Regions from separate parts of the Mus musculus genome. Here region 1 is linked to region 2. The links are chromatin contacts, called in public HiChIP or PLAC-seq maps. All regions are on one chromosome and are shown on one strand. Each heading gives the region's core, a stretch centred on a gene start, on an enhancer-like site or on the middle of the called end of the contact. The rest is flanking DNA. Distances are from core to core; before and after follow the strand shown.

Region 1 (6,458 bases), core at 2,949-5,448, 230 kb before region 2:
AGGCTGAGAGAGCCAATGGCAAGGCCGGCTCAGTGGTCATATTTGATTATCACCTAGTGCTGTGGCTGGCAGTGGCGGCTGTCATGTAAAAACTGGATAGTTTTAGCAGTCGTCTGTGATACCAATAGCTGGAGGCAAATACATGTATAATGTAAATGAATAAATGTAATTAAAATTACAAATAATTAAACATTACAAATAATGTAATTTTACATTATAAATAATGTAATTAAAAACTATAAATAAATAATGTAATTTAAAGATTAAAGTACAAAGTTTGATAAGGAACAAATGGACCAGAGATCAAATTTCAGCCCTGCCACTTCCTGGCTGTGTGACTTTGCTAACGGACCTGCCCTCTCGAACATCTTATCTTCAGGGGGCTCTTAGGGAGGTGTGGCGTAGCCCCTCAGTGCACGGTGGGCAGTGTTCTATCTGCCATTGTCTCTGTCCCCAGAGATATCCGTCTGGGTTCAGTTGAGAGCAAAGCTGCCCTCAGCTCAGAAGATGCCACCGGGCTTGCCAACCGAAGGACAGGTGCTGCGTGCGTGTCCTTGGGCTCTCGAATACACTGTTCCACCAGGGACTCTAACTTCACCAGTATCACCTCTCTACGGCTGGAGAGTCTGAGACCTGGAGGTTGCTGCTTCCCATGAAAGGCACCACAGCTGGCGCATCTGTTCCCTATCCGTGTTCACGATAGATGCCTGAGATTGGATACTGGTGTACAACACAACACTGTCCTCTGGGACTGATGTGGCTTCCGGAAATCAGAACAGCTGCACACACTCCTCACAAGACTGGGACACAGAGAAAGAGCGAGCAGGTGGGAGGTCATCAGACCCCGTCCCCTCCCCTGCCTCATGCACCTCCACAGCTGCGTGTACGTTGCCCCAGGAAGACCTAGACAGTTTTCTCCAGGGAGGATGCCAGGGTGAGTCTCAGCCCTGCTGGGCTGGGCTTTTTGGGGATGCCGCTGCCTTTGAAACACTCATTTTCCTGAAAGTGACCCCAGTGATCACATTGGTTCACACAGCAGGCAGACAGCCATCCAGGAACCAGCTCTCACCAGGCACCAATCTGCCAGCTCCCTGACTTTGAACTTCACAGCCTCCTTACTGGTCAGGGATGCTCCAGTAGGCAGGCCAGACCCTGTGGGGATTGCTGCAGCAGCTCATGGAGGGAGGCCAGGTGTCTCTATATGTGAAAAACTGGCAGGAAGAGTCTGAGTCATATAGATCTGTCTCACAAGGTTTGACAACTGTCCTAAGACAACAGCACTTTATCCACTGAGGCTACCTGGACCTCTCCATCGTGTTTGAGAAGTAAATCACACTCACCCATGCATGCAGCCGCCACTGCCAACCACGCCACTAGGTGATGAGGTCAAATATGGCCACTGAGCTGGCCTTGCCTTTGGCTCTCTCAGCCTCCAAGACTGTGATCTACACAGACCTTTTCTCTTTATAAAGCCGGCGGCCTTGGGTGCGTTCTTATAGGAAGGGGGAAGCTGCCAAATACACTGCAAAGCAATTCTCCATTGGGTCTGTTTTATACCCCCAATAACTAATATTGAAAAAGCTAGGGTCCCCAGATGGGAGGAAATTGGGGAGGGGGGCAGAGACTCTTACCTTTCAGGTGGAATGTTGTCCGTGTTGCTACTGTGGCGTCTCTGCATTTTCCTTAGCACCTGAAAGCGACACACACGTGTGAGCTACATCTCTGGACACGCTCCTTCCTTGCCTGTTGCCATGGTGACTGTAAATAAGTACCCCATCTCACAGTGAGAATAGAGAGAGTCACAGGTGGAGGTGGCTCCTACCCAAAAGGGAGAAAACAACAAATGGGAGCAGACAGGTGTTTGTTGGGTGTGGTGAGCAGCAGACACTGCCCCCTTTAACTTGCTATGTGGCCTCAGACAAGCCAGGAACCTCTCTGTTTCCTGGGGAGAGAATGGAGCAGTGGGACCCAGGGTTCCATCACTTCATAGGTGAAGGTACAAATCCCTAAGGAGACACGTCACCTGGTGCGCAGCAAGGAGCCACATGGACCTCAGAACTCCATGCTGACGAAATGTGCCGTGGACACTCAGGGTTCCTGATGGGATGTGGCCACTGGGTCCCAGAGAGAGCAGGCCTCCTCCTCCTCCTCTTCCTCCTCTTCAGAGGGAAGCACAGGACAGGAGACTCATTGGAGACAGCAGACCTTGGGTGGTACAAAGCACTTGTGTGAACAGGCCTTGGGATGACTTGTTACAGAATTAGCTGTCGGATGTGACTGGGTACTGTAATAGCCCAGTAGTTCTGGTAGCCTTGGAGCTATCCTCCCTGAGGTGCTGATGGTGGGTTATGGCCTTACTAGGTTTGTCCTATCAGCAAACTATGCATCCTGAGGGTTGGAGAGAGAGCTCTGTGGATAAAGTACTTGCCACACATGCACGAGGACCTGACTTTGATCCCCAGCACCTCTGTAAGTAGCCAGGCATGGTATTGCACTGTGTAATCCCAGCACTGGGAAGGCAGAACCAGGATTCCCAGTACTCCCTGGCCAAGTCCTTCCAGCTGAGGAGCCCTAGGTCCCAGTGAGAGATTCTATCTCAAAAATAAGGTGCCGAGTTCTGGCAGAATGACACCTGGGGGTGACCTCTGACCTCCACGGACATTTGCAATGGCCCCCCCACCCTGAGCATCCATACATACCTACATATGTACATATGCATGTGCACACTTATACACATACACGCACACGCACGCACAGATGTGCACAAGCACACACTGGGGGGGGGGCCATAAAAATGATTTTAGAATTTCTACTGGCTTCTAAGTGAAACCAGAATAAAAATCAGAGTCGTTGGAGGCCTCCAGGCTGTGCTGGACGTTATCATTACCCGTTTACAACCTTGATTCTGTGACTTATCTCTGGCCATAAGAACTCCAGGTACCTCTGGACACTTTAAAGTTAAGAGTTCCTGCCTCCGGGCCTTTGTACCTGCTGTTCCTTCCCTGGCATGGTTTTCCAGCTGAGGGTTACAGGCTACCTCCCCACAGCACTTACCAGTCATTGACATGTGGGTTTGTTTACTATGACCCTTGAGAGGTCCTGTGTCTGGGCTGCCCGTCCACCTTGGAGTTGCAGAGATGGAAGGCCAACGTCTCTGTAGAGATTAGATCACCTTGATTTTCCCCAGCGACAGATCCGCACACACCTCGTCCTACCTCCCGCACCAATAGAAAGCCAAGAAAGAAGGGCAAGGCTTGGAGAGAGACTCCATATGGCTACTGCTCCTGCAGAAGATCTAAGTCCAGTTCCCAGCACCCACAAGGGTGGCTCACAACTACCTGTACCTCCAGCTGTAAGTGATCTGACTCCCTCTACTGACCTCGGAGGGCACCTGCACTCCCATGGGCAAACCCACTCTAACATATAATTAAAAAATAAATACATACATAAATAAAATCTTTAAAGAAATAAAGAATATGCTTCCATGAACAGGCTCAGTTTCCCGGCATATTTTCCCTACAGAGAAAGATCCATCTCTTAGCCCAGGCCAACACAAATGGGTGCGGAATTAATTAATTCTGCACAGCCTTCTCGGCTGCAGCTAGCTAGGAAGCCACAGGCTAAGGTGCCTGCCTTTTCTGCAAGATTAAATTAGCTAGGAAAAGACTCCTTGGTATCATCGTCATATTCAGGCAAGCCCTCTATCACCTAGCTACACTCTCAACCAGGCCGTTTTATAAAGAAAGAAACTGTCATCCATCAGGTAACATGTCTCAAGAATTTGCAATCTGGCTTGATACTCCGGGTGGCCCCACTACTCCTTATCCTCGGGGAAACTAAAACACGGTATCCCCAAGTTTCCACCTACAAGCTTTGAGAAAACGTCATAAATTAAATGCCCACGATTCTGTGGCAAACGGGCGGTACAAGTAGGCTCGTATTGACTCCTGGAGCCCACAGGATGCTACAGAATGAATGAATGGACCATCTCCGTCCCACACACCCTGGTCCTCCCTAGGAGGCTGCACGGTCCCCTACAGGACGCTTGGGCGCGAGCGGCGTCCCCAGACCGGACGGCGAAGCGCCTTTGCCGCCAGGCTCGCGGGGTCACAGGGTAGCAGCGGCCGAGCATAGCCTTCATTTACCTGCCAGACACTGCAGCAATCACGGCCTCTGCTAATCCAGCCTAGCCAATCCCTGGCGTGGCCAGGGCGCCACGTGACTTCCGGCCGGCAGTGCCACCGAGAACGCGATCGGCGCTAGGACCCTCGCACAGGGAGGCCTGCCTCTAGTCCGAGAAGGTCCGCCCCTGCCGTCACATTCAGCCAATGGAGAGCCGAGGCTCCGGCAGAACCAATGGCGAGGAGGCATGGAGGGGCCTGGCGTTGGCGTCACTAGGTGGGGCGGGGCGTGCGGCGGATCACGTGGCCGGCGCGTTGGCTGCGGGAAGGTAAAGCAGTGCTGGAAGCGGATTGCAGGGGTCATGCCGTGGGGTCGTCTCTGCGCCTGCGCCCTACCGGGATGCTGAACCTGGCGGCGCTGCTGTGGCGCCGGCTCCTGCGCAAGCGCTGGGTGCTCGCCCTGGTTTTCGGCCTCTCGCTAGTTTACTTCCTCAGCAGCACCTTCAAGCAGGTAAGCGACTTCTCTCAGGACCTCCGTCCTTCCGATCCTGCTTCCTCCCTCAAATACTATGTCCTTCTCCCCATCGTTCTTCTAATCCTCCTCCTGAGCACTCCTCCCTCTGATCTAAAATCCTCCTTCAGCCCTTCTCCCTCCGTTGCGTTGTCCTCTGCCCTTCTCCTTTCCCCTCCCTAGCTCCCTCCGTCCTCCACTCCTCCTCCTCCCTCGAATTCTCTGCCTCCCCATCCTCTGTTCTCCTCTGCCCTCCAACTTCTTACCTCTCACCCTCTGTTCTTTTCCAACCCCTCCTCCTCGATCCTCACAGTTCCTCCCTCCCTTGATCCTCTGTCCTCTGATGCTCCTCTCTCCTGTCCTCCACCTTGTAGTCCTCCTGATATGCAGCCATTCAGTCCTCCCTCTGAGCCTCTGAGCCTCTTCCTTTCAGTCCCTGGATCATCCATTGGTCCTCCCTTCAGCTCTCTAGTCCTCAACCCTCTAGTCCTCCTCCCTCCGATTGTGTGATCCTCCTCCTGTCCTCCTGTGAATCGAAGGCCGCTAAGGGAGGCGTCCCACTGCAGGTCTTTGTACCGCCCCTCTTCCGTGCGGGATCTGGCTGGTAGGCCAGGCAGAATGGGGTCCTCAGACCTGTGCACCCTCCTCTGTCGCGTTCCCTGCTCCGCACAGCCCCAGGCTTCTTGATGGGCAGGAGGTAGAGATGGCTAGACCAGGAAGTGGCCAAGGGCTCTCTGTGCCTGTTCACCTGGGTGACCCAACAGGCTCCCTTTTGGGGCACAACTTGGTTGGGTAGATTTTTATTTTTTATTTTTTTATTTTTAATTTCTCAACCTCCCTTTCCCGTTTTTGTCCTGGTAGAGAGTTCCTAGAGACCTGGCATCCCACTGTAGTAGGAACCAGTTCCCAGCATTTGCCTAGAAACCACACTTGACTGAGTTGCATTTTGTAGGTCACCTGCCCCTCCGCCTTTCCTGCTCCTGTGCACCCTTTGATCCTGTTTTGCTGTTCTTACGAATATAGTTCTCTGGTTTTCTGTATCACAGTCCGTCTTTTGAATGGTTGCGCTTTTGCACAGTCACTCCTGGGGGGGGGGGGGGGCGTGTCTTACTCTCTTGCCCAGATTTGACCTTGTAATCCTGTCTGGCTTTTCCACATTCTGATAATTGTCTCCATTGGCTTTTCCACATTCTGATAATTGTCTCCATTGCACCCACCTGGAACAGAACTCTTGCCTTTCTTCTGCCAGATTTATACCTCTCCAGTCCTCAGCATCTCACTAAGTGACGTATGTCATCACTGTTGACACAGTTAGGCTGTTCATTTCTTCCTGTCACTTCAGGCCCCAAAACTCTGGCTCTACAGTGCCCTATTAGGAGGTGTGACCTTGTTGGAGTAGGTGTGTCACTGTGGATGTGGGCTTAAGACCCTCACCCTAGCTGCCTGGGAGTCAGTCTTCCACTAGCAGCCTTCAGATGGAGATGTAGAACTCTCAGCTCTGCCTGCATCATGCCTGTCTGGATGCTGCCATGTTCCTGCCTTGATGATAACGGACTGAACCTCTGAACCTGTAAGCCAGCCCATTTAAATGTAGTCCTTATAAGAGTTGCCTTGGTCATGGTGTCTGTTCACAGCAGTCAAATGCTAACTAAGACACTCATTTGCTTGAATTACTTCTGATGCCCCTTCAGGGGCAAGACACTGTCATCTGTTCCTGGTCTGGTGCCATAGCCTGGCCAGTCTGCTTCTGCTTTGTCTCACAGTCTGTCCTAGGGTGATAGTCTAGACAAGGTTTCCACCACAGGCCTTCTCAAATGTGTAATCCT
Region 2 (6,526 bases), core at 890-3,389:
TGAAGGGTGATGCTTACCCTTGCAGGAGAGAAAGAAGCTAGCCCGGAAGAGCTGTCAGGTCAGCAAAAACAGGCAATAGAAAAGGCTTGGACCCAGGCAGCTGTGGTGTTTAATACATTTCACGATATTAACCCCCGGTGGCAGACAGTACCTCTGGGTACAGGAAGATCTTACAGGATCTGGGTCTTGATCTTGTATCTCACTGAGTTTTGCCCTCTGTAAAGTGGGCAGCTTTTGGCACTGTCTTCAAGGGTTGTGTAGGGGAAGCTGAAACATTAGCCCATGCTATGCCACACATACCATTGAGTGGTGCATGGTGAACCCCACAAATACAGGCTTCCTCCGCCGTACCCCTGTGAGTACAGCACAACATCTAGGGGAATCAAGTCAGACCAACAGTTGCTCCAGGAAGGAAGTTGGGGCCAGGAGGGGGTCTGGCAGGGCCTGGAGCCCAGCTGGGGTTGCAGAACAAGTTGGTAGGTCTTGACACCACAAGGAGCCAGAATCCAGCCTAGAATAGAAACCGCCTGCACGGCTGGCTGGGAGCCCCTTCCTGGAGTGATGACAGGCCAGTGTGCCCTGCTGGCTGGGCAGGTGCTTGTGGCCAGTAGTGACAAGGAAGCAGAGCTGCTTATGGTGAACACCCCATCCCCCGGTGACCACCTTAACTCTCTTGTCCCTTCATTGTCCAGGAAGCCTAGGGAAGACCCTGCCTCGTCCACAGTAGGCTGTCAGGGAGAGGCTGGTAGCCACTGTCTCTTGAGCATGTATCAGAAACCAGGTGTTGCATGAAACCTCCACCAAGTTCCAAGGTGGAGGGACTGCCACTCTCCCATGTCACAGATGGAGCAACTGAGGCTCAGACAGGGGACGTTAATTATGTTCATCTAACCCCAGTCTCTTTTACTTGGTTCTCACGCCATTTTTCCAAGGAGACCCATCTGTTCTACTTGTCACAAACAACCATAGATTAAGCAGTAGGAACCTGTGACTTGTCACCGGTGTTGGGGGCGGGGACTAGATGGTGGAGGAGGGGAGAGGCTGGCAAAGCCCAGATCCACGCTGAGACTAAGATTTTGTCTGAAGGCTGGATACACAATTGAAGACTCCTTTATGGTCTTGAGAGAAAACTGGCTAAGTTGGTTCCTTTCAAAAGGGAGATTACATTTAATCGGGTAACTAAAATGCTCAGGGCCATGACTTTCAGATCCAGGTTGATCCGGGTACACAAGAGACTCTGGAAATCCAGCCCCATCCTTTGGCTTTTCTTGGCGCCTCATTATTGATCGTCATCTCGATGTGGACAATGAGGACAATCGCCACTAGCCCTGTACTTGATTCTCATCTAGTGGGAGATTCTCATCAGATTCTAGCACCGGTCTGTCCCTGGACCGCTGTGTGTGGCTGTGCAGCCCTGACATGTTCGTTGTGTAGCTAGAACGCAGCACACAGATCAGCCACGACTCACTGTCCTCTCATCCAAATCAAGGCTGAAAAGGAGGGTCAGATGACTCTCCAGGGAGGAGTGACTGAGCAACATCCTGAAGGAACTGTGAGTTGTTGACATGGGACTTGGGGAAAGCCCAGGGGGGTTTTAGGAAGCAAAGTAGTTTTGTTTTGTTTTTGTTTTTTTTTTATAAATCACATGGAGACAAAACGAAGTGATGCACACTTTTAATCCCAGTACCCAGGAGACAGGGGTGGCTTGAACTGCGTGAATTTCATGCCAGCCATAGCTTCATGATGAGACACTGTCTCAAAAAAATTATTTTTTTAAACTAAAATTTTTAAAACTCACACGGATTGAACCAATCATAGAGGCTGGGTCTGCTTGGGCTTCCCCTAAACTGAAGAAGCTGCGAAGTCCCCACGGGTCATGTGGCATTCACAGCTTCCCCTGCGGTCGCTTCAGTTTCAAACTTTGGTTGACTGTCAGGGACAGCAGAGCCACCAAACAACACCCACCCTGCAACACTCCCCCCCACCCCACCCCCGGGCCCGTTAGTTCGCCCTCTGCACACGTGAACACATTTCCCCTTCACAAGACAGGAAACGCAGGAAACCAAAAACCTTTTCAAATAACTTGCCTGCAGCACTGCAGGCTGGGCCATTGTGACGTCAGGCCAGCAATCAGCCAATGCATGGGTGGTTCCGCCTTCCTAATCTGTATATTGTGTTCTCATAGGCTCTCGTTTCTCGCCCCTCCTTATTGTGGTGAGGTTTTTTTTTGGGGGGGGGTTGTTTTGTTTTGTTTTGTTTGTTTTCTGGGCTTCCTCCCCATTCAAGGGCTTACTCTATCCCAGACCTCCAGGTCAGCTAGGTTTAAGGATAGCCACGATGGTGTGGGTTCCCTGTGGGTCCTCTGTGTGGCTGGGCACAGAAAAGGCCAGGACTGGTGGCCAGAGAGCTGGAGGCTAGACCCAGAGTCTCCTCACCTCTGACTCCAAAAGGCATCCCGTGACCTAACAGTATGGACATGTGCATGAGCCTGCCCTAATGTGTGCCTGTGCGCCTATCTGTCTGTCTATCTATCTATCTATCTATCTATCTATCTATCTATCTGAAAAGAATACTAGAATAGGCCCTGTAAGCTTTAATTACATCTGGCTCAAGATAAAGAAGTTATAGTGAGTGTCCCAAAGTGTTCTGCCAAGAGAGGACTATTGTTGAAAATTTCTGATTTTGCCTAGACACGGTGGCACACATTAATTCCAGCACTCTGGAGACAGAGGAGCAGATCCTTGTGAGTTCTGAGTTCAAGAGCAACCTGGTCCACATAGCTCGAGGCCAGCCAGAGGTATACAGTGAAATAAATAAATTAAATAATAAAGTAAATGCAGGCACCACCAACTAGAGTACAGAGGGGGTACCCATGGCTCCAGCTGGATATGTAGCAGAGGACTGCCTTATCTGGCATCACTGGGAGGGGGACCCCTTGGTCCAGTGGAGGCTTGATTACCTAGGATAGGGGAACTATAGGCCGCTGAGGCAGGAGTGGGGGAGGTAGGGTGGGGGAGGGGGCACCCTTATAGAGGTAGGGGGAGGGAGGAGGGGATAGAGGGCTTGTGGAGGGGAAACTGGGAATGGGGATAACATTTAAAATGTAAATAAATAAAATAACCAATAAAAAACACAAATAAGCCGGGCGTGGTGGCGCACGCCTTTAATCCCAGCACTCGGGAGGCAGAGGCAGGCGGATTTCTGAGTTCGAGGCCAGCCTGGTCTACAAAGTGAGCTCCAGGACAGCCAGGGCTATACAGAGAAACCCTGTCTCGAAAAACCAAAAAAAAAAAAAAAAAAAAAAAAAACACAAATAAATACAGGAAGAAAGGCCGAATTCCGCCTTTATTTTTCAAGACCATTTTGTTGTTTGCTTTTGTTTTTAGGATGGGAATGTGGATAGGGGTCAGGCAAAGTTTCACTGTAGCCCAGGCTAGCCTGAAATCCATAATCCTCTCTCCTCAGCTTCTTGAATTCTGGGAATACAGTCAAGCCCCACCATCCCCAGTTTTCCAAGTCATTTTGTTTTTGTTTTTTGAGACAGGGCTTGTCTGTGTAGCCTTGGCTGTCCTGGGACTCACTCTGTAGACCAGGCCCAAACTCAGAAATCCACCTGCCTCGGCCTCCCAAGTGCTGGGATTAAAGGCGTGCGCCACCACACCTGGTTTTCCAAGTCATTTTAAATGTTAACTATGTATCCTCCAGTTCTTTACCTAGGAGAAAGCCCCAGTGCAGATTTGACTACAGCCAGAAGCCAGCATCACTTCCTAGAAAGCCAGGGAATCAGCTGATGCTGGCCTCCATCCTCTGGGTGTGTGAGGTGTTTAATCTCTGTTCACTGGGTGAGGCTGACGGCCAGACAGATGGACAGTCCTGATAGCTGGGAATGGATAAGGACGATGTCTGACTCATCTATGAAAGTATGAAGAAAGGAAGAGTGCAAACCGGTTCTGTGCTTCTGTGCTTGGGGGACGACAAGGACATTCTGTACCCAATGTGGCCACGTGCTTTTAGCTCTGAGGCTCAGGCCCCAGCCAGGACTTACACTCCACCCTCCCTGCCTTCCTCTCTCAGACCTGACTTTTGTACTCAAACGAGGACTCATGTGGGATTCCCAGACCTGATCCTGGGTCCACTGAGCCTCTTGCCTGCAAAGAGAATGACAGGATTTCCAAGTGTTGCTAATGATGTGAGCCACTCACTCATAAATAATCTCTCTCAGGCTGGAGAGATGGCTCAACAGTTAAGGCCACTGGCTGCTCTTCCGGAGGACCCAGGTTCAATTCCCAGCATCCACATGACAGCTCACAATTGTCTGTAAGTCCAGCTCTTGGGGTTCTGACACCCTAACACAGACATCCAGGCAGGCAAAACACCAATGCACATAAAAATAAATAAGCCATTAAAAATACCCCCAAAACCTCTCTCTTAAAAAAAAACTTAATTATGTCTTGCCATATTTGTAAGTGCCTGCATATATGTCTGTGACCTGTGTCTGCTGCATGAAGAGCTCAGAAGAGGAGGTTGGATGCCCTGGCACGGGAGGACAGTTGTGAGCGGCTGTGTGGGTGCAGGTAACTGAACCAAGGTCTGGAAGAGCAGTGGGCGCTCCCTGATGTGTTTATAAAAAGGGAAAGAGAAAGAGGAATATGTTCTATGGGTGTATAGTCAGGTATGGGGGAAGGGGATGTCTCAACAGGCCCATACCAAGGCATCCCTTCCCCCTAGGGGACCAACCACAGGATGGTATAATATAAAATAGTTTATTCAGGGCATGGGGAAGGGAGCTAAGAGGGTAGTAGAGGCAGAGAAAGGCAGAGAGAGGGAGAGAGTAGATAAGTAGAGGCTATCTATGAGCACGTGGAGAGACAGGGGGAAGGGAATGGAGAAAGAAGAGGGGTGGAAGGGAAGAGCAAAGGAGCAACAAAGGAACAAGAGATCAAGAGAGAGAGGAGGGGGTGTGCCGGGCAGTGGTGGTGCACACCTTTAATCCCAGCACTTGGGAGGCAGAGGCAGGCGGATTTCTGAGTTCGAGGCCAGCCTGGTCTACAGAGTGAGTTCCAGGACAGCCAGGACTACACAGAGAAACCCAGAGGAGGGGGTGAGCGGAACCCTTTTTTCGTGGGCGGGCCTACCTGGCTGCTGCCAGGAAACTGTGGGGTGGAGCATACTTGGCTGTTGCCAGGTAACTGTGGGGGTGGAGCTTAGACAGATTGCTAACACTCCCAACCACTGGGAATCACTCCCGTGTCCTCCATTGGCCTCTTAATACTTAATGCGGATCTCAGCTGTTCTCCTTCTCTGTCTGCTTTCACTCTCAGTAAAATGATACAGATAAAAAAGTCCAAGCAGGGTAGGGGTATTCTAATATGTGGGAGGCAGAGGCAGGAGGATATCTGTGAGTTCAAGACCAGTCTGGTCTACAAGAGTGAGTTCCGGGACAGCCAGAGCCACACAGAGAAACACTGTCTTAAATAAAAAAAGTAAAAAAAAAAAAAAAAAAAAAAAAAAAAAAGCCATAGTCAAATGTAGTGGTACACTCCTGTTATCCTAGCACTCAGAGGTGGATGCAGGGGGATGGTGAGTTCTGAGATGCCTGGGCTATATATAGAGATCTCATTTCAAAATTATGCAATTAATTTAAAGTATAGATGTACTTTGATTTAAATATAGCTTTTGTTTACATGTTGTAATTGTTCTATTTCTTTTTACTTTATTATTTTTTTAAAGTTACATTTTGTTTATCTTGTGTGCGTCTGTGTGTAAGTGGGTATGAATGTTCCCTGGTACATGTGTGGATGTCAGAGGTCGATTTACAGGGGTCCGTTCTGTCCTTCCACTATGGGAATCCCAGGGATTGAACTCAGGTCCTCAGACTTGTGGCATGCCCCTTGAGCCATCCCTCTGACCCTAATTGTTCTAATACATTACTACATATTGGTGACTTTTTACTGTGCCCAATTTATAAATCAAACTTTCTCCCAAGTCTGTTAGAGTAACAAAATATAGGTCTGTGTGTGGTTTCAGGCATCCACTGGGGGGCTTGGAGTGTGTCCTCTGCAGACAAAGGGTGTGTGTGACAGGGAGTTACTGTATTTATTGGTTCCTCCTTGGAACAGTCTAGATCAGTGGTTTTCATCCCCTGTAATGCTGTAACCCTTTAATACAGTTCCTCATGTTGTGGTGACCCCCCAACCATAAAATTATTTTTTTTGCTGCTTCATAACTGTAATTTTGATAGTCATGAATCGTAATGCAAATATCTGTGCATTCCCATAGTTTTAGGTGACCCCTTTAAAAAGGTCTTCAACCATCTCCCAAAGGAGTTAAAACGCAAAGGTTGAGAACGCTGCTCTGAATCAACCTGTAACTGGGCACCTAGCTGCACCTCCATTACGCCAGATCAGCTCCCCCTCTCTGACACACCCCTGTGGAGGAACCAAAGTGAGGATGTTAGACCACGGGGGCGGAGCGGGCAACCTCTAAACGTCTTGAAGCATTCTCAGGGTCATGTGACTTTCCTTAA

The links. HiChIP or PLAC-seq counts read pairs in DNA pulled down with a chosen protein or histone mark.
Region 1: a contact with region 2 is called in an H3K27ac HiChIP or PLAC-seq map of thymic regulatory T cells, with 2.8 times the contacts expected there. The contact joins the promoter of Rnft2 here to the enhancer-like site in region 2. A contact is called at or near these places in 2 of 39 promoter capture datasets (the C10 cell line and pre-B cells), 3 of 484 Hi-C or Micro-C datasets (B cells, CD4 T cells and CD8 T cells), 4 of 115 datasets of contacts at active chromatin or transcription factors (bone marrow-derived macrophages, memory CD8 T cells, microglia and 1 more) and 2 of 9 other capture datasets (adipose tissue and liver).

Annotation. Positions count from the first base shown.
Region 1 is chr5:118,240,827-118,247,284 of GRCm38.p6, forward strand. Rnft2 (ring finger protein, transmembrane 2) reads right to left here and starts at 4,199. Exons shown (of 11, transcript NM_001109902.1): 1 at 4,146-4,199; 2 at 2,024-2,205; 3 at 1,632-1,690. The coding sequence starts at 2,047. It overlaps Spring1 (SREBF pathway regulator in golgi 1), which reads left to right and starts at 4,401. Exons shown (of 5, transcript NM_001081236.1): 1 at 4,401-4,632. The coding sequence starts at 4,522.
Region 2 is chr5:118,476,307-118,482,832 of GRCm38.p6, forward strand. No RefSeq gene overlaps it. Among named protein-coding and RNA genes, the nearest start is that of Gm46921, 13 kb to the right of the region's middle. Within about 2 kb of position 2,140, at least 284 of the 459 cell types and tissues checked have an H3K27ac peak or open chromatin away from gene starts, as enhancers often do. A contact at or near this core is called in B cells, CD8 T cells, adipose tissue and 5 more, where this site is marked.